2 separate regions of the Mus musculus genome follow, and region 1 is linked to region 2. Evidence: chromatin contacts called from public promoter capture Hi-C data. All regions are on one chromosome and are shown on one strand. The core of a region is the stretch at or near the end of the contact, and the rest is flanking DNA. Distances in the headings are between cores, read along the strand shown.

What was found. Promoter capture Hi-C pulls out the DNA fragments that hold promoters and counts their contacts.
Region 1: a promoter capture Hi-C map of embryonic stem cells shows a contact between it and region 2, with 3 times the contacts expected there. The contact joins the promoter of Pifo here to the promoter of 4930564D02Rik in region 2.

Annotation. Positions count from the first base shown.
Region 1 is chr3:106,000,183-106,002,882 of GRCm38.p6, forward strand. It overlaps Pifo (primary cilia formation), which reads right to left and starts at 1,315. Exons shown (of 6, transcript NM_029604.3): 1 at 1,145-1,315; 2 at 916-1,061; 3 at 190-288. The coding sequence starts at 1,205.
Region 2 is chr3:105,065,408-105,068,107 of GRCm38.p6, forward strand. 4930564D02Rik (RIKEN cDNA 4930564D02 gene) reads left to right here and starts at 1,437. Exons shown (of 5, transcript NM_029228.1): 1 at 1,437-1,478.

The DNA of each region.
Region 1 (2,700 bases), core at 65-2,564, 930 kb after region 2:
TTTAACTGACAAGATAACGTGATGTATGTAGGTTCTCAATTTCAACTTTTGGTTATTAAAACCTTGCTTTGGATCCATTTCTTTAGTGAAGGGCTTTTCTCCCTGCTTCCCAATCATCTACCTGTGTTAATGTCTCAACATAAATTTATGTTGCCACATGATCCACCCAGAACAATCCCAGAACATTACCTTGCTGATTGGCTTAAACCTCACAGCTGTCCTGGCTCCAATAGCATAGCCTTTCGTACTGGTTGGGACTTTCGATAGATTATATGCCAAACCATTCCACTTCCAGTGGAAGGAAGAGAACGAAGGCGGGGTGGGGTGGGGGGTGGGGTGGGCGTGGGGTTGGGGTGGTGGTGGTGCGGTGGTGGGGTGGGGTGGAGAAAGAAGAAAAGCATCAGAATTAGTAACACAATCCTAGAACGGCCTTCAAAGTGGAGTGAATACAGAATGTGTAAACTTCTCTGCAAGACATGGCCTTCCCCCACCTTGTCTTGGTTCTTTTATAGTCAAAAGCATAGAGTTCAACAAATGACACAAGTGACTTTGCAAAGAGGTGTGGCTGGACAGACAAACACATGAATTTCTGTGTATCCCAATGGCTTCAGTCTTTAGAGCTGTCAACAACTGAATTTACTTTTATGGAAGAGTCAGCCTGAAGATTGTACTGACTGACAGCTCAAGAGGGCGCTGGAAGTGAAGACAGGGAAGGGATTATATGAAGACAAGCTTGCGTTTAGTGGGGGATGGAAAGTGGCGAACTATCGTAGTTTACACATAGGCTCTACAGCTTGTCTCATATTGGGACCCAGAAATTAAAGTTACACATAGAGCAGTTTTTCTCCCAGAACACCTATGCATCCTGCTGTAGACAGGAAACTGAGTCCCACCCAAGGGGAAGTGAATACTTACATCTGTTGCTGCTGCATAACACCCAGGGCCTGTGTGGGGCATTCCCCTAAGAGGGAGATACAGGTTCCCCAGCCAGGTTGGGGGATGGTAGTGAGGAAAGAGTTTCCTCGCTTGACGTGTTCCAAAGGAGTAATTATTCACCTTCCCTAAAGATCAAGAGAAGAAACTCCAGGTGAGCACGTGGGTGGAGGGAAGCATGGGGCAAGGGGACCGTGCTGCCAACTCTTACATTGTAAAGCAGGTGTAACTCCACGGAGCGGAGGAGCAACCGGTATTTCCTCCGTGTTCATCTCTCCTGCTCTTCTTACCCTTCTTCTGCTGTCTGCTCTGTAAATCTCTGCTACTCTCCTTACCTATTCTGCTGAAGCACATCCTGCAGGGTGCTAGGATTAGCTCTGTGTACTACGTTGCCAAGGGAACGGAACCGCGGAGAGCTCTGAGCGCGCCTGCGCAGCAGGTTGCTCAGGACACAGGTCAAGTTACATCTAAGCTTTGAGGCTCTTAACTCTAGAGGGTGGCACCAGCTAGGCACCAGGTGGAAGGGCTACATGGGTGAGTGTGTGGAAAACTTCTTTGGAAAAGTCCACGAAGAATACACTGCTGTAAAGGTAGGTCTATGGGGCTCAGATCACCCTAGGTCTGGACTCCGGGGACCAGAAAAGGAGAAAACTCTGTGCTGACAAGTGAGGAAGATTGTGCCTCTGAACGATGCCTGGAGCAGAGGACTGTGGGGCAGGTGGGTGTTGAGATTGCGCTGACAGCAAGGACCCCATCAGGTCCATTTTAGATCCGTTTTTCTTTTTCCTCAAGTCTGAGATCGTGTGTGTGTGTGTGTGTGTGTGTGTGTGTGTGTGTGTGTGTGTGTGTGTAGGGGTGCAGGGGTAGGAGAGCGCAGGAACGTGTGGGTAGGAGGCTTTCAAAAGCTAATGGCTCTCAGTGGAACACTAAGAGTGCATTTGCATTGTTGAAGAGCTTAATAATTTAACATTTTTGTAAGTCTCAGTATCCTCATAATTCTACTGACAGGTTTGCTGAGTGTTTTAAGGCTGTGGAAGCAAAACCACACAGTGTGTACTTCCTAGCAGTTGTCAACGTAAAAGGTTTTCATCACATAGATAACAGCCAACTAACCTTTGAGCTTTTTCATACTACTGAGAGAAAGAACATCAGAATGTTTGTTATTAAACTTTGTCCTGTGCAGAAACAAGAACTTTTCTCCCCTGTGTTTTAGGGTAGCTTTACGACTTGTCCAGGTATAGGAGGTAACAAGACACACTGTCTGGCCCATGCTGCTGTGTGTCTTCCTTCCTCCCTCCCTCCCTCCCTCCCTCCCTCCCTCCCTCCCTCCCTTCCTCCCTCCCCCCCCCTCTCTCCTTCCTTCCTTAGATTATTTTTTAGATTTTTTTATTAGATATTTTCTTTATTTACATCTAACCCTTTACTAGTTTTCCCTCTGAAAATCCCCTATCCCTTCCCTCCTCCCCTGCTCCCCAATCTACTCACTCCCATTCCTGGCCCTGGCATTCCCCTATACTGGGGTATAGAACCTTCACAGGACCAAAGGCCTCTCCTCCTATTGATGGCCAACTGGTCCATTCTCTGCTACATATGCAGCTAGAGCCACGAGTCCCACCATGTGTTTTCTTTGGTTGGTGGTTTAGTCCCTGGGAGCTCTGGGGGTACTGGTTGGTTCATATTGTTGTTCCTCCTATGGGACTGCAAACCCCTTCAGCTCCTTGGGTCCTTGATCTAGCTCCTTCATTGGGGACCCTGTGCTCCTTGAGC
Region 2 (2,700 bases), core at 187-2,686:
GAACAGATGGAGAAGTCTCTTAACTTCCTCCACAAAAGTTTTGTCTGCAACTATAAACTTGCACGTGTATTTTTCCTCAACAAACTGTACATTTTTCATTTTTGAGTTTTATGTCTTTATTTTTATGTGTATGGGTGTTGAGCCTACGTGTATGTCTGCGCACTACATGTGGGTCTGGTACCATTGGCAACCAGGAGAGGGCACCAGATCCTGAAGGCTGGAGTTAGAGATCGTTGTGAGCTGCCACCTGGGTGCTGGGAGCGGAACCTGGGTTCTTTAGAAGTCCTGCCAGCTCTCTTAACCACTGAGCCCACACACTCTAGCCCACACACTGTACACTGTTTTGTAACCTGACTTTTGGCTACTGTGCGGGTTCTTTTTTCTTCCATCCTTTTCCTCCCCTTTCCACTTGTTTACTTCTTCCCTTGAAACCCTCTAACACTAGGTAGGAGAGATAAGAGGATAGAGGGGAAAGGGGGTGATTCCTGCTGATCAGGGGCATCGAGGTCCTTGGGGCAAGTTTGATCCTTGCCATTAGGATATCTAATTTCTTCTTTTTGTCTCTTTGCACACAACTGCTTGACAAACTGCAACCAACATCATCAAACTACCAACTAGCCAATCAGCAGCCTCTTCTATAGGGGTCCAAGCATTTATATATTCTCTGAAAAGTCCCCAAAATTCCAAACGTCACACAGCTGTAGAAACTGTCTGCAGCTGGCAGAACCACAGCCCTGCTAGAGCACGAGGCAAACCATTGTCAGCGGCTGTGGACAAGCTGAAGCAACCCCATGCCCCACACTGGGATTAAAATGAAAGCACATTCTTATACGATTTCTGTATTTTTAAAGAAACCAAAATTCTCACTGCATTTCCCCCTTTCTGTTTTAAGCCTTAAATCGTGCTGTTCTTATATTCCTGTGTGTTTTTTTTTTTAAAGAAACCCAGATTCTCACTGTTCTTTCCTGACATTCCTGCTCTCTCTGATAATATATATTTCACTAAGAGGTGTTAGCAATGACCATGCCCATGGCTGGATGCTATGCTGTCTTAAGTTTCCACCAAACAGCTTAGTCATTATCTTTCAATTGAGCCTGATACAAGTTTTCTGAACACGAACTGAAAGCAGTCAGCCCTCCTCCCCCAGTATATAACACAAATAGCCTTTGGTCCAATTCCTCATAGTCTTTCTTCCTCTCTGAAACCTTGTAAGTGCCGTCTTTTCTGTCTGCCTTCCTGTGGGCATTCTGGTCTTCCCAGTGCCAACCATAGCAGCTCACTAAGTCCTGCTGACAGCATCCTAGAGTGTCTCTAGGACACAATCCCAAACTTTCCCACGATCCTGTCGTAAACCACTTCTGACGGCCTATGAACCACGTGACCAGAGTTGTCACAGCAACAGCCCCACCCTACGGCACTGGTTTCCGACGTTGGTTACTTTTCTCAAGGATGGGTCGATGCAATACCTGAGAAACAACGTAAGGGGGGGGGGGGAGGGCATTTAAGAAATTTTAAAGTTTTTATGTGTTTTTTTACATGTATGTATGAATGTATGTATGTATGTATGTATAACACATGAATGCTTGGTACCTGTGGAGGTCAGAAGAGGGCATCAGAGACCCTGGAATTGGAGTTATCGGCAGTTGTGAGGTACGGTGTGGCTGCTGGGAATCAAATCCAGGTCTTCTGGGACAGCAGCCAATGCTCCTAACCACTGAGCCATCTCTCCAGCTCCCTTTCTTGTTTCATATATATTCAGAATGCTTCCCCAGCCCACAGTATGGCACTGCCCACGTCTTAGGTGTATATTCCTTTCTTAGTTAAGCCCTCTGAGAAATACTCAGACACACCCAGAGATGGTACCAAATCCAGACAGGTTGACGGTGAAGATTAACCATCAGACCTACCACAGTGCAAGAACACTGAACTATGTTCAATGCCTCAGTTCAAATCCTGGTTCAGACACTGACTGTCTGGGTAGCCTTGGGCAAGCTCCTAAAGACATCTCCATCTGTTGGTTCTGTTATTTTAAAAAGTATTTCTTAGCTCATGGGATTGCTTTGGACATTAAGTAGGTTTGTCCTTACAATCTTGGAATAAAGTAACTGCTACATGAATAAAATAGCTTATTTTACCTGGTGACCAACATGAATACTTCTGAAGGTGGAAGGATGCTGTTATCAATATGGCAGGAGAACAGGTGTGAGCCAGGCTGCCCTTGGAACAGAGGGGCATTTGGTCACACACATATAAAGGATCGTTAGGTAAATAAGTGTCTTCATATGTGTTGGTCTTAGTCCCTATTTTCCTTGAGCGATTAGCAGTAAACTCTTCCGACCGTAAAAACCTGTGTATTTATTGTTAGGGATAAAAGAGAAAGAAAGAAAGAACTGGGCAGGAAAGTCCAGTGGATTGGAGTACAGGGGCCAGACAGGAACAGAATGAAGACACACACTTAGGTGCTGGGTGGAGGGAAAGCGGGAAGTCTTCCCACATCCCACAGAGGCAGGGCGGCCAGTGTGTTTGACAGTGGAAGGCAGGGGCCTGCTTCTGCATGGTTGAGGTTCAGGGCTCCTCGAGGCCTCACCTGGAAAGAATTCCCTGGGAATTCTGTGCTGATCCTGTTTGCCATGCCGTTGCTGTCTGCTTCCTGGGTTCCTGGGTTTGCTGCTTTCCCTCAAACTGTTCAGAACCATGCGG